Regions from separate parts of the Anas platyrhynchos genome. Here region 2 is linked to region 1. The links are chromatin contacts, called in public Hi-C maps. All regions are on one chromosome and are shown on one strand. Each heading gives the region's core, a stretch centred on a gene start, on an enhancer-like site or on the middle of the called end of the contact. The rest is flanking DNA. Distances are from core to core; before and after follow the strand shown. Region 1 holds the start of RPL13 (ribosomal protein L13). Region 2 overlaps ANKRD11 (ankyrin repeat domain containing 11).

Region 1 (7,068 bases), core at 3,658-6,157:
AGCCCCTTCATCATGTTTGTGGCCCTCCTCTGGACTTGTTCTAATACATCCATGGCCTTCTTGTGCTGGGGTCCCCAGAGCTGAATGCAGAACCACAGGTGGGGGCTCACGAGAGCAGAGACCTTTGTTCTCAAGATACGCTGTCAAGAAGTCCGTTATCGGGCTCCAGACATGACAGTGGTGGTGCAAAGCTTAACCAGCCACAGGAAAAATCTTGCCTTTACAAGCCAACAGTAAAGCACTCCCAACGTGCCTGCTGGCCACCCTGGTGCTGGGCACATTTGGAGCAAGTGAGCGTCCTGCTGCTGCTGCTCAGCTCGTGCGCCTCCTCCAGGCACAGCGCTGCGCTGTGTGCGTGCCTGCACGGTCTCTTTCCCTGCCAGCACGTTGCAGCTACCAGTCAGGCCATTGCAGGAGCTGCTCTGATACTGATGGGAAGAGATGTGCTTTTCAGATCGGCACGCTTGAGATTTGGTGTGTCTGAAGCCCTTCTCTGTAGGGAAGGGCCTCCCTTTGCACCCCGGGGTGCCTTCTGTCCCACGCACGTCTCCTCAAAGAGCCTTGACGAAGGGGAGAGGTGGAGGGGTGGGAACGACAAGGATGACAGCTTCTTGGCCTGCCACCAGCAGCAAATTCACTCTGAATGACCTATTGTATAAGCTGAACTGTTGTTAATTACTCTCAATGAGATGTGGCTGGATGGGGGAAACGGCTCTTATTTTTCTGAAGACATCCTGTGTTTCTCCAGGTAGTCCTGATGATTCTGGAACATGGTAAAGCAAGCTCTGGTTGGCTTATATGCTTCAGAGGTGCTCTGAGCTCCTAGAATTTAATTTACTTGCTGTTAAGGACAGCTTCCTTTTTATTTTTTGACCTGGAATGGCAGAAAGTGCATGTCTGCAGCTGCAGAGGCTTCAGTATGGGAATGGCAACGTACTGCAGTTTCAGCTGTGTGTCAGCCTGCACCATCGCTTCCAACAGATCTCACTGGGAGTGCAGGCCCTTCCTTTCTTCTCTCTGTTGTTAGAGTTGGTTCTTTTTGTTTTCTGCCCTGACGGAGCTGCCCTGTGTTGCAGGTTTCCATAGCCCCTCGAACAAACGCAGCACTTGGGTTTGCTCAGATCCTTCCAAGAGAGCAGTATCTCTTCACCAAGGAGCAGCTGCTGGAGAGGATGTGCATGGCTCTGGGCGGGAGAGTGTCCGAGGCCATCACCTTTAACAAAGTCACTACAGGTGAGGAGTCAGACCCTGCTGCAGGCAAGTGGAAATTGTGTAAATAGTCTGAACTTCTGTACTTGTTGCTCTGTCCAAGGGTGATCTTAGAATTTTCCCACTCTGGGCAGTGGGAAAGGGAAATGCCAAATTACTTGTTTTGATCTTCGAGTTGTTTTTGTAAGAATGAAGGTCTCATTGTGGGATGCAACTGTGTTGTCTTAGACTTTGTCCCAAAGCCTAAGGCCACGGGTGCAATTACCCAGCGAGACTCTTGGCCGGTGGAAGAGCCCGGACCTTCTGTGCCTTGCTTCCACTTAATTCCAGCTGGTTATAGGCAAATGTGGTAACAGAAGGCAGTGGCTGCTGAGCAATCCATATACTTCAGCTACCAGTGTATTCACTCAGGGTCATGCATGGGTCTTGCAGCACACAAGGAAAGGTCCATCAGCAGCCAGTGATCATCTGCCTGGGTTCCTGCAGGTCCTCTAGTCCCTCGAGTAGTCAAACGTGTGCTTGTGTAGGACCTGCTTCCCCTGCGCTCCACTCAGAGCTGGCAAACATCGCGTCTCTTTCATGCAGGAGCCCAGGATGACCTGAAGAAGGTGACCAAAATCGCCTACTCCATGGTGAAGCAGTACGGGATGGTGCCCAGCATCGGGCAGCTCTCCTTCCCGGATGTGGAGAGTGCCCCTGGAATTGGTCGGCGCCCTTTCAGCCAGGGACTTCAGCAAATGATGGACCACGTAAGGCTGCCCCTGAGCACACCTTCCTGTTTGTTCTTTACTTTCTGCAGCTTGATGAAAAATGCAAGTCACATAGCTGAAAACCAAACCTTGGGCTTTGTACTGAGCTGTGTCTTTTGCTACTGGGTGGCTTCCTTAGAGTTCTTTCCCATCAGCAGGGACTCTCTTTGAGAGTTTTGCTAGCACAAAAGTTTACTGCTTCTTATCAGAAGCACTCTTGTGGCTTTTTTCAAAAGGCTTATCTGTATTTTCTGTTAGTGGTAGCTGCTTTCTGCCTGCTCGGTTTGCACATCCTTGCTCTAGGTGCTCTCTTGTTTGTCCATGTGTTGTGTGTTTCCACTTGCACTGCAAGTCCCTTCTTGTTACTGTCTTCTAGGAAGCAAAAGTGCTGGTGGCTCAGGCTTACAGACGCACAGAAAAACTCCTGCTGGACAACCGGGATAAGCTGCAGACAGTAAGTTGGAGTTGTCTGAGGTTTCTTTTACTGTTGCTTTTGACCTTGATATTTTCTGTGCTCTGCAGCTTGGTTGTTGCAGCGTCTCTGTGGCCCTAAAATATCTGGTAGTGGAGATATTAACGTGCTGGGAATCAGAGGCTGTTCACTGCGTATCCCCTAGATTAGAAGCAGGCAGAGGGAGGATGTGCACCTCCTCCAGCAGTGAGTAGTTCACCTCCTGACACCAGCTGGTATTTGCAGGGGAGGGGAGGAGTGCTCTGTGCTGGATGGAAGCAATCAAACCCCAAATTTGGCTCCCTCACCTGTACTTCTGTGCTAGCCTCTAGGAAATGCAGCTTCCTGGAAAGCAGTGACCATTCTTGTGAAGCCTGTGAAGGCGAGAGCAGCTCGTCCTTCCAGGCTCTGTAGGCATAAAAGAATTGGGTGAATGGTTTCTGGGGATGGTGAGAGGACACGGGACCTGTCACAGGCTGACTGGTGCCTCCAGGCAGCTTGCACCAGTTACCTGCTTCATACCTGATATGTCAAGGAGAACTTGTTGCAGAGGCAGAGCTCTGCCTCTGCAAATTTGTGTCCTGGGAGCCCCTAGGCAGCCCCCCCCTCGCTGCCAGGGCCTCTGCCCCCATCCCTTGGTGCTCCTTGACCTTCCCTTCAGACGCCTGGTCCATAACATGAGGAGCCAACCTAATGTCGCATGGTTTGCGAATGAAGCAATCTTTCAATCTTTTTAAACAACAACAAAACCCAAAATGCTTCCCTCTGCCCAGCAGCAAGCCTCCTGTGCGTGGTAAGGTGGCCAGAACTCGCTCGGACACCCTGCTGATCCCCGCTCTGTCCCCGGGACCGTGCCCCAGCAGTGCTGAGAGCGGGCGTTGTCGGGGGCTCTCCTCTCCACAGGGCTCCTCCGTTCCAACGCTTTCATTTCACAGCAATCAGATATTTGCTAGAGGGTCAGCAGAGAGAAAACTTTTCAACTCAAGCCAAAGTGCCTACAGAGCGTCCCGTTTGCCAGGCCGGCGCGTCGCCTCTCGTCAGCAGAACGGAGCGGTTCGTGGGGACAGCCACCCGCTGCTGCAGCGTGGCCCTGCTCGCAGAGGGGCTGGGGAGGACCTTCCTGGTGACCCCCAGCGTGCAGGGGCAGCTGTGACACGTTCTGTGAGCAGAGGAGGGCTCTGGCTCTGGCTCCAGCCTCAGCTGCTGCCTCTCTGCCTCCTTAGGCAGGGCCCCGGGCGCTGTGACAGCGGCAGTAAGGGCACTTCCCCGCTGTCCCCGGGGTTCTGCCTTGCCGAATCACTTCCTAACGCAAGCTTTATTGCCTCCAGTCATATTTGATGTTTCTGGCCAAAATCAGGCTTGCAGAAGGTGCCGGCTGCCTGGGAAGCTTTGTACTGGCTCAGTGGGTGCTGGGGTCCCGCTGGCTCGCGTGCTCCAGCACGTGCTGAGTCCAGATGTGGAGGTCCGAGTTGAGCTGGCAGGGAGAGGTCAGATGGGTTCAGAGGGGCTGTTTTCAAACCCCTGTGCCTCATTACGCCTTGTTTATTCTTTCTAGCTGTCCAATGCCCTCCTGGAGAAAGAAGTGATAAATTACGACGACATCGAAGCTTTGATTGGGCCCCCGCCCTACGGGCCAAAGAAAATGATAGCTCCTCAGAGCTGGCTTCAAGCAGAGAGAGACAAGCAGGACACCAGAGATGAAGAAATGCCCCAGCAGCCACCAAACCACGAGGAGGAGGAAGAACCACGCCTGAGACCAGTGTGAAGCCCATCTGTGTGCAATGGGAGGACTCCAGAGGCTTCTTTTGAACGCAGACTCTGTCCCTCTTCAGCTCCGAAATCAAAGATACCGAGCAGGGAATCTGTGATGCCATTCCCCAAAAACGAAGGGATGGCTCCGCTGCCTCTTGCAACAAGCTTTTCCCTGCGGGAAGGAGAACTCCTTAGGGCTTTGAGATTGATTCTCAGCAGGGCAGTAGTGGTTAGGAGTTGGGTAAGTCTCATCTGCTGGAAGGATTTCTCGTCCGCGGGGCTGTTGTGTGCACGTTCTTTGGGATGAGATGTGCTGTGGGGTGCTCCTCAGCCACCCGGGGCTGTGCCGTGTGGGGTGCCAGGGTGGGCAGCAGCCACCCCCGGGAGGCTGAGCTGGGTCCAGCGCTGCCGTTACGCGACTCCACCGTAACCTGTGCTTGTCTTTGCTGCTGGACACGAACTAGAAGTTGAAAACCAGACTGCACCAGAATAAAATCTTGAACGTGGTGGTGTTTGTGCGATGTGTGGAGGCACAGCTGTGTCCTGCAGGTACGGGCTGCCTTTTTACGGCCTTATACTGGGTTTTTACAGCAGGGCTGCGAGAGGCAGAGCTGAGGGAAAGCCCTTTTGGGACGGACCGGTCCTGGCGTGCTGCAGCAGGGCTGCTCGTGCCCTCCAGACCCCCTCCGACCCCTTTTCAGCCCCCCCGAGCCTTGATCCCAAGCCCCCTGCTTAGGGGTGCGGGGCCCTTTAAGGCGCCGCCATCTTGAGTGCGGGCAAGCTGAAGCCGCCCCGAGCCCTTTCCGGCGCCGCCATCTTCCCGGAGCTGCCTCTGCACTTCCGGCGCGCACCGCGGCAGCCTCGCCCTTTTCCGGTCGGCCATCTTCGCAGGCGGGAGGTGAGTGGCTGCGCCGCGGGGCCGCATCGGGCTCCATCCGCCGCCATCCGGCCGGGGCGGCGCCGGGCGGCGCTCGGGGCGCTCGGGGGGAGCGGGGCAGAACCCGAGGGATGCCGCGGAGGGGTTTTGTGCCGGTGGATGGCGCGGGATCGCAGCCCAGCCCTGTCCGTGTCCGCAGGCCGCAGCCGCCATGGCGCCCAGCCGCAATGGCATGATCCTGAAGCCGCACTTCCACAAGGACTGGCAGCGCCGCGTCGCCACCTGGTTCAACCAACCCGCCCGCAAGATCCGCAGGTGAGCGGGGAGCCCAGGGGAGAGGAGCGGGGCTGGCTCCGGCTACGGTCAAATGATGTGGAACATCCGGAATCGCTGTAGGGCTGTGATGAAAACAAACCCTTACTGATGACCGCTGGAGCCGCCCTGGGGGGGGGTTTGGGGATCCCCTGGGTCGGGATTTGGGGTTTGGGAGCCCCCCCGTGCGGCTGGGGGGTGGCTGGAGGGTGCTGTCGGTGACAGCTCGCTGCCCCCCGCTCCAGGAGGAAGGCTCGCCAGGCAAAGGCTCGCCGCATTGCGCCTCGGCCGGTGGCTGGGCCCGTCCGGCCCATCGTGAGGTGTCCGACCATCAGGTACCACAAAAAAGTCCGTGCCGGCAGAGGCTTCAGCCTAGAGGAGCTGAAGGTAAGTAGGGAGGAGCTGTCCCTGCTCAGGAAGGCCCGCTCTTGAGCTTGGGCTCCATTGTTCTGTTATTTTGCATAAAATTAACTCACAAGTGGCTGCGGTGTATGGAAGTATCGCCATCTGCTTGCACTGGCTGAGCCAGCACGTAGCCAGGGACAGGCTGCTGCTATCAGTGGAGAAGCACACAAAATGTTAGTGTTCTTTTTTCCTTTTTTTTTTTTTTGTGATTGTGGCATGGGGAAGCAGTAACACGACAGAGCGATAGGTTAATTTGAGAACTAAATACTGGTGTGCCTGGTCAGGCTGTCACTTAAAACAAAACATTAAAAACATTAAAATCAGGTTCTGGTAGAGCGTGAATTGAGTCTCCTGAACTTCATTTAAGTAAAAGGACCGGCAGGTTTTGTTGTTAAATGGCTCTTTCTTTGTAAAACACACCACTGCAAACCCTGCACGATGCAGCTGGTGCAGACCTGTTTGTGCTGTGGAACGGGTCGGTTGCAGTCACTGCAGAGGCTGGGGGAAGCTGCCAGCTCCCTCGCCTTGCTGCAGGAGAAGGTCCTGCACCATCCTCCCAGGTGGCTCTCAGCTGATGAGCTGCTGGCAGAGAGCCGAGAGGGAGGTGGGCTGCAGAAAGCCCCACGAGCCTGATCCCACACAGCAGGAGTAAATGTTAGTGACTGCTGGCAGCCAGCACCCCCAGCCTCTCGCGTGTTGTTTAGTGTTTAATTAAAGCATTTATTACAGTGAAATCAGTGCACTGAAGCAGTAAAGCCGCACTTCTGAATGCCAAATGCTTCATTACTTTGTTTTTCTTTAATTTTCAGATAATGTTGGGATGTAAATGGGTACACAGCTGTTTGCTTTTAAACAGAAATTGAGGTTATTGCTTAAGGGTGTTACCAAAAGTATTTTGTTAGTGGAGCTGTCACTGTTCAGCAAACCAGTTCCCGGGTGCTGGCTCCATAAATTTGTCCAGCACCTCTCAGAGTCTAAATGGTGGCACTGCTGATGCCTCAGGCCAGACCCCAGTACCAGTGGGGGTTCCAGCCAGGTGACAAGGCTGGTGGCTGTGCTCAGCCGTGCGGTGTTGTCACACGTTGTCCCATGCTAGCGCTGCATGCTCTGTTTCTCCACAGCTGGCCGGCATTAACAAAAGGTTTGCCCGGACCATCGGAATCTCGGTGGATCCCAGGCGGCGGAACAAATCCACGGAGTCGCTGCAGGCCAACGTGCAGAGGCTGAAGGAGTACCGCTCCAAGCTCATCCTCTTCCCGAGGAAGCCCTCTGCGCCCAAGAAAGGAGACAGCTCCGTAAGTACTTGGCCCCGT
Region 2 (7,669 bases), core at 3,562-6,061, 140 kb before region 1:
TCGGGCCACGTCACCGCCTCCTCTGTGTTTGCCGGGGCGGCGGTGTTTGTTTCCAAATAGTTGTTCTCTGGCGCGCTAACAGCTTCTGCCTGAGGTTCTGCTGGCACACAGGGGGGCTCCGGAGGTATCTCGGGTGCTTCCTCTGGAAGAGGCTTGCAGTTATTGAAGAAGGTGTCTAACCTCGTGGGGGACATGTAGGGTGCTTGCTCTTCAGCATTCGCTATTTCCCCCGGCACCGCTTCCTCAGCATCTTCCTTGACTTCATCGAGCCCCGGCTCGGACACCGACAGAGGGTAAGATATCGGAGAAACGGGGTAGGACGTGTCTGTGGGGATGAAGGCTACTGGTGGAGGATGAATCGGCTCTAGGGAACAGAGCGGAGGCTTGGGGGACTCGGAAAACCTCTGGGGAGATTTCATCAGAAGCTCTGAGCCCATGGACCAGGTGACAGGGTGCTCGGCTGTGTTAGCCATCAAGCTGGGAGGCAGCGCGGCCTCGGGGTTTCTGGCGGGAGGGTTATCCCAGTCTATGTTGTTTTGTTCTGGTAGACCCGAACTGAAATGGTTTTCCTCGATCGGTGGCAGGTAGGTGGGTTCTGGGGGCATGATGGAGGCGGTGGCCTGCTGCTCCTCCGTGGTGTCCAACGGCATGCCAAGGTCGGGGGGAAGAGCACTTTCTACCGAAGGAGCCAGCAGTTCATCTCTGTGCGAAGGGGAGGATTTTGCTTGTAAACCAGAAAAGACACTTTCAGGAGACTGGGCGACTCCGCTGACAGCCCCCGGAGGACAGTGCAAAGCCTCCACTTTGGGTGACGAAACCCCGTAATCCGGTGAGTAATACCCAGGGGACAGACACTGGAACTTCTCGGTGGGAACAGAAGGAAGGGGAACTTTTTCCTCCATTAAATGCTGCACCGGAGAGTCATAATTCGATGTCGCCGGGACGCTTTGCTGCCTGAAAAATTTATCTCCAACGGTGAACTCTTCCTCGGGCGCCCTTCTGATATCGACAGAGATGGAGCGATAGAGGTTCGTGGAGGGGATGGTGCGGGTCGGGGTCTGGCTCGGGTTCTCGGGGAGGCCCCCCGAAACGTTGGCGTATCTGTCGAAGAAGGATGGAGAGCAGGCGTTCATGGACATGGTGGATATGGGCAGCGAGTGCTGCGAGTCCGCGCACTCGAACATCAGGTCCGTGTAGTCCTCGTTGCTGCACGAAGGAGTCCTGGGCGTCTGCATCACCTCCTCGTAGCTCGGGCACGACACGACGGATGCCGGGGTCGGGACGCCCGTCGGCCGGTTCTGATCCGGCCTGGGGGAGGCCGGGAGGATCTCCTTCAGCTGAGGACCCGTGATCCAGTCCTTGGAGTCCGTGCCCACGGCGGGTTGGGGTTTGTTTTCTGGTGACAGGATGGGGGTCAGCGGGCCCAGCTCCTTGAGCTTCTTGTCCTTGAGCTGGGTGTCCAGCGTTAATGGCTTCTTTGTTGCCAGATCCAGACTCCTCTTGCGAACGTCTTCCGAGCTTTTAATTTTGTCCTTTAGCTTGGGGTCTCCGGACCTGTGCCTCATTTTCTCCATTTGCTTCATCCTCTCCTTGTGCCTTTTGTGGCGCTCCTCGATTTCCAGGTCCTTCTGGCTCAGCATCCTCTCGAAGCTGGTCATCATCAGGTCACCGTCTCCCAGCAGCTTCTCCCTGGGCCTGGCATCCTTCTTGCCGCTGTCTTTGGAAAGGGTTATTTTTTCATTGCCGTTGCTTATTTTTATTGACTCCGATTTGTCTTTCTCTTGGTTCTCCTTGAGCTTCTCCTTGAGTTTGGTTTCACCGAATTTGAGGTTTTCCTCCTTTGATTTGTCCTTGAAGGTGGTAACTTGAGGACTGTCCTTCTCTTTGAGTGTTGACTTTGGCTCGTCTTTGTGATGCTTAAAGAAGCCATCTGCGTGTTTGTCTCTGTGCTTTTCCTTTTCCTCCTTCCATTTCTCCTTGTGTTTATCTCGCTTCTTTTTCTCTTTAGCTGTGCTGATGGCGCTGGAACCATAAGTCTTTTCTTTTTCCGCCTTCTTTGACAGCTCTCTTTCAGAATCATTTTTGTCTTTCTTTTCAGAAAATAAGTAATCAATGCTTTTCTCTGGTTCCTCATCAGGCTCCGCCTTCATGTTGTAGGAAGTGCTGAAAGCCTCCCCATCCACAGAGAAATCTTTTTCATAATGACTGGAATCCTTTCTGCTGCTGGAGTCCTTAAATTCATCTGATTTTTCCTTTTTCTCCGTCTTTTCCTTCTTTGCTTTTTCTTTCTCGTGGCTTTTCTTTGATGACGATGAGGAATGCCGGTGTCGCTCCTTCTCCTTGAGTTTGTCCTGCAGGCAGGGTAACGGGAGGGCGTCCTTGAACTTTTCTTCGGAGGCATCGGTAAGAGAGAGATTCGAAGACTCGAAGAGGCTGGTCAGTCCCGGCTCCTGTCCTCTGTCTGTGAAGCTGTCAGAAGAGATCTCACTGATTTTGTCGTTGGAGTCGTCCCTGTAGTCGTTCAGAGCCTCCTCCTCCAATTTTTCCAGCAGGCTCTTCTCTGACTCTCCCCCTTTCGAAGACTTTTTCTCTTTGGAATGCTCCTTGTCCAGCTTCTCCTTATGCTTGTTCTTCACCTTGTCATCACTGGCATGCTTCTTCTCAACCTTTTCCGGGAGCTTTTGCTTGTTCTTCTTCTCTTGGTTGGAGTCTATGGATGTTCTGTCTTTCCTGTCTTTGTACTTCTCCGAAGAATCCTTCTCTTTCTTTTCTTTGTGTTTTTCAAAGGAACTCTTCTCCTTCTTCTCCTTCCCCCCTTCCGATGTTCCTTTGTCCTTCTTCTTCTCCTTGGAGTCCTTATCTTTCTGCTTCTCTCCCGAGTGCTGCCGGTCGGAGGAGTACTTGCGGTGTTTCTCGGGGTACAGCTCCTTCTCAGCCGCTGCGCCCTCGTCCTTCTCCTGCAGGCTGTCCAGCCGGTGCATTTCGCCCCCAACGGATTCGCTGACTTTGAACCCAGTCAGGCTGTAATCATCCCTCTCGTCTTCGCTTTCGTCTGTGAAGATGTCCGCGATGCTGTACCAGCTCTTCTCCTTGCCTTTCTTCTCATCCTTTTTCTCGGAGAAGTCCTCTCGATCCACAAAGTTTTTCTCCTTCTTCTCTTTGACCTGGTCGAAGGAGCTCTTCCTTTCTTTGTCTTTGCTGTGCAGGTCTTTGTATTTTTCCTTACTTTCCTTTTTCTCTTTGAAACCCTTTTCGAGTTCTTTGTCTTTTGGGATTTTCTCCGGTGCAGCTTTTTCACTTTTCTCCTTGTCGCCTTCTTTGGATTTTTCCTTGTACTTCTCTGGCTTCACTTTTTCTTTTTTTTCCTTGTCGGGAGCATCTTTCTTCTCCTTTTCCTTCCCAGAATGGTGCCGCTCCCAACTCTCCAGGGTTTTGCCACTGAACTCAGCATCAGACTTGTCCTTGAAGAAGGTTTCACAGCCATATTCTTTGAAGTCATCTCGATAGGGCTCCTCCTGCTTTGTTTTACTGTCTTTCCGGTCTTTAGAGCCATCAGAGGAATCTTTTCTGTCTTTGTTGGTTTCACCTGTATCTTTTTCTTTCCTCTCCTTGACGCTTTCTGCAGAATCCTTCCTCTTCTTGTCCTTTTCAGGCAAATAGCTAGGAGCAGCTTTGTGTCTTTCTGTTTGGTCCTTTTTCTTGTCGGAGCTTTTGTCCACGTAGTCTCTGTCCTTCTTCTTTAAGAAAGCGTCCTTTTCATTACGCTTCTCGTTGTATTCTTTCTTCTCCTTCGTTTTGTTTTCCTTTTTCTTGTCTTTAATTTCCTCTTTCACTGGCTCTATGATTAGTTTTGCCACGGTGTCATTTTTAATCTCCCTGAAATCTGTGACCGGAGAATCCCAGCTATCCTCGCCTTTGAAATCGAAGGAGGAATCAGAAGACAAGTCTGAAAACCACCTCTCTTGCTGATCATCCGAGAGGCTGAACTTTGTGTCCTCGCTTTCGGGAAATTGGTTTTTGTTATTAAACTCATCAAAGCCAGACTCATCCCTGTACATTTTTTCTTTTTTGCATTTTTCCTTCTCTTCCTTGAAGGATTTTTCTTTCTCTAGTTTAGCAACCTTCTCCTCTTTCAGCTCATTCTTCTTTTCAGATTTTGACTGCTTGTCCTTTGACTTCTTCTTTCTCTCCTCCTTGTGTATTCTTGGCTTCTCCTCCTTTGGAGACTTCTCCTTTACAGGTTTCTCTTTTTCTGATTTACTCAATCCTTCTCTGAAGGATTTGCTCATGTCTTTACTACCCTCTTTGACTTTTCTTAATGATTTCTCCTCTTTCGAGGATTTTCCAGTCTCATCTTTAAACAACCACTCTTTCTCCTCCCCTTTACCTTTGGGGAGTTTTTCTTCCTTCTTACAGTGTTCTCGCTCATGCTTTAACACTTTCAATTTGTTTTCGACTGGATTTTCTGTCTCTACTATCAAGCCTTTCTCAGGCTTTTGTTTAGAGTCCTCAAACTCAAAAGAAAAAGTTTTGATTATTTTAATGTCTTGGCTGATGGGACACTGTCCCTTCTCCTTGTTTTTATGTTTATGTTTTGTTTTATGTTTTTTAACAACCTTCCCCTCCTTGTCCAGCTTTGGAATTGCTCCATCCACATTGCTATGGAATGAATTCTTTTTCTCAGAAACAGTGTTGTGTGGGTTGTTTTTCTTTTTGTGCTCTGGTTTCTTCCTGACTGGCTTTAGCGACTCTAAGCTCGAATCCTCGGACGAGTAGTCTGACTCGCTCGTCAGCCTCGTCCTTGTGGAGTCCGATAAGGAACTGACGTCTGACCAAGCTGGAGAAGATATGGTTTTCCAATTGTCCGTCCTCCAGTGCTTGGAGTGCTGTTCTGTAAGATTAGGATTATGTTTCTGGGAGCCTAAACTCCCATGAGAAGAGGTCGATGAGGCAGACAGAGAGTTAAACAAGGAGGATTCTTTTAGCACTAGCCTGGAGTCCTTTACACAGCTAGAGCTCTGAAGAGAGTCTCTGTCATCCTCCTCACTCTCCACGTTTTCACTCTCTGATTCAGAGGAACAAAATTTGTCATTTTTTTTGCCAAATCGAACCTCTTTGCTTTTCGTCTCCTTCTTCCGCTTCTTTTTTACTTTGCTTTTCTCCTTCTGCGGCTTTGTGCTGGCAGGCTCCCGAATCTTGCTGCTGGGCAATATCGAGTGGGTCGTAAGTCGCAGCTTCTCCCCCGTCCCCACAGCAACGCTGGTCTCCTCCTCGTCCGAGCTGTCCGACAGGATGCGGTGGGCAGCTTTCTTTGGTGTAATTGTGTTATTTTTAGTATAAGTTTTCACTTCCATTTTGGGTATGGAAATGAAACTGTTTGCTTTAGTCTCTTTTCTGTAATCCTTTTTCAGCAAATGTTTGTCATCGACTGGCGGGACCCGGTCCTGTTCATCGTCCTCATCAAATTCATACTCATCCTTCACCGGGGTGATGGTTTTGGGGGGCTCCTGGGCCTTGGGCTTGTGCTTCAAACCCTTCTCGAACTCTGAGTCTGTGTTATTGCCATCAACAGAGCTGGAGGGAGCGAAGGACGGGGCATCCTCCTCTTCTGACGTCTCTGCAGAGGGAGAAAAACACCGCGTTAAGGCCTGCAAGGAGCCCTGCCACCCCTTTCCTCCCCCAGCTTTTGCTCAGCTTGCAGCTGCCACCCCGAAACGCCGAGCTGGAAGATCTCTTAGGGAACAGTCAGCCCCTCTCAGCCCCGCGAGGCGTGCTCCTGAGAACATCCAGCATGCAGCAAGGGAAAAACTTTCTAACAGGATTATGACTGCAAATAGGGTAAGGCCAAGACTCCCCATAAGACAGGAACGTTTCCTGCAATTAGCACTAATGAAGCCTGTGATGTTTCCCACCTGGCTCAAGCACAACAGCGGCACCGGCACCAGCGGGGCAGGCGCCTGCAGTGCAGCTACAGCTGGGCTCCTGGCTGTGACAGCAGCGTGCAGATACTCTGAGAACAGCCTAATTTCACCGTCCTCCTAACGTCTCTGTACTAACAGACTGCTGCAGGCCATAGATATCGCTCCTACGTGCACAAAAAGGTCAGCCTCACCTGTTGAGCTCTCTTCGCTGGAGGGGTATGTCGTCTTCCCCAGGAGCAGATTCACCATGGTGGGAGAATTGGCTACTTTTAGAGGTGTCTCCCCCTTCCTGTTGCTTTGATGAGGATTCCCTCCATAATGCAACAACAATTTCACCACCTGGAAATGGAAATAGAGACTTTAAGTGTTTGTAAAGATGTTCTGAATCTGTTGGGGTGTTTTTGGTTTTTCTTTTTGGTTTTTCTTTTTGGTCTTTCACATGTAACAAAAAGGGGACATGCTCAAGCTGGAGAGCAGCCTGCTGTCAGCCACAGGACAAGCCCTGTGGCACTAACAGACATCGATAAGAAGACAAAGGCCAGCAACATGAATCAATTTGGGCAGGAAAACATGGAGAAAAACCAGCTGCAAAGCCATGCACTCTCCCTGTGCTCCAGAACAAACTCTTCTCCTCTGCAAGTACAACGCTGAGCAGTACGGGGGCAGGAGGTTCTCACCGCTACAGGGCTATCAGCAGCAAACCATAACAAAATAACCAGAATCTCTGCATTTTCACAGGTGGCTGCTTGGCACACGAGAAGAAAAAGGTCATTGAAAGAGAGCCGTGGAATCCAGCCACAACCAACCTTGAAGTGCCCGTTGTTGGCTGCGTCGTGCAGCGGGGTGTCATCGTCCAACCCCTTGGTGTTGACTTCTGCGCCTGCAGCCAGCAACTGCTTTGCCACGTCGTAGTATCCCCGGTTGCATGCCTCGTGCAACGCCGTCCAGCCTGCGAGCAAACAGACACCGAGAGGTGGGCATCACCTTCATGGAGAGGGTCAGAGAGAGAAAAGCAACTTCCATCCACCACGGCTGCCTGCACCAGGAGCCTGCAGCCCGGCCCCGCAGCTCGGGGAGCTCTGCAGGACCAGCCCCACCTTCCCCTCGGGGTGCACCACGGGCAGTCAGATCGCCTGCTAGAAATGGCACAGCCCTGGCAAACCCGAGGGCAAAGTTCTGGCTAGGAAATTGGGAGGCTTGCTGATGCCATGTGGGAGCCAGGTCTCAAATCCCTTCCCTTGTCTGAAAAGAGAAACACAGCCTCCTACAGCAGGGCTGAGTTCCGAGCTACAGACACTGCCCCGAAGCATCCCCCACGCAGACCTAACAAATATTTTCTGCGTGCTTTCCAAAGCAAGCAATGCCACCAAAAAACAGGCCCTGATCTCGGAGAGGAACCAAACAGCCCATCTCCACAGTAACAGCGGCTCTCGTTCTCAAACAAACCTCTGAAGACCACGGGATGAAGTATTTTATCATGTTCAAACAGGCTATTTTTAAGCAGGAGCTGTTTTGAAGTTTCCCAGCAAAAGGCGTGCGGCTCCTTGGGTGTTTTGCTGATAGCGCCGTGGGAGCGCGCCCGTTACCTTCACCGGGAGCACGAGCAGGGGGCACCTGTGCCCGGAATTAATCACAGCTGATACCTCCGTCTAGCGCTGGCATTAATCACCCAGGCAGAGGAACACGCACAGCTATTTATAGCCAAAAAATCGTGCAAAGGGAACAGCAAAGAGCAAAGTCGAGCTCTT

What was found. Hi-C and Micro-C count contacts between places; a contact is called where the count stands out from the background.
Region 2: a contact with region 1 is called in a Hi-C map of F5 follicle, with 3 times the contacts expected there. The contact joins the enhancer-like site here to the promoter of RPL13 in region 1. A contact is called at or near these places in 5 of 8 Hi-C or Micro-C datasets (F1 follicle, F5 follicle, liver and 2 more).

The regions. Positions count from the first base shown.
Region 1 is chr12:1,449,430-1,456,497 of IASCAAS_PekinDuck_T2T, reverse strand. It overlaps RPL13 (ribosomal protein L13), which reads left to right and starts at 4,907. Exons shown (of 6, transcript XM_027466423.3): 1 at 4,907-5,059; 2 at 5,238-5,353; 3 at 5,596-5,737; 4 at 6,877-7,050. The coding sequence starts at 5,250. It overlaps SPG7 (SPG7 matrix AAA peptidase subunit, paraplegin), which reads left to right. Exons shown (of 17, transcript XM_027466410.3): 14 at 1,077-1,233; 15 at 1,795-1,958; 16 at 2,335-2,412; 17 at 3,965-4,668. The coding sequence ends at 4,174.
Region 2 is chr12:1,588,768-1,596,436 of IASCAAS_PekinDuck_T2T, reverse strand. It overlaps ANKRD11 (ankyrin repeat domain containing 11), which reads right to left. Exons shown (of 13, transcript XM_072043799.1): 7 at 6,728-6,870; 8 at 6,113-6,260; 9 at 1-5,617. Among named protein-coding and RNA genes, the nearest start is that of SLC22A31, 10 kb to the left of the region's middle. Within about 2 kb of position 4,811, at least 4 of the 8 cell types and tissues checked have an H3K27ac peak or open chromatin away from gene starts, as enhancers often do. A contact at or near this core is called in F1 follicle and F5 follicle, where this site is marked.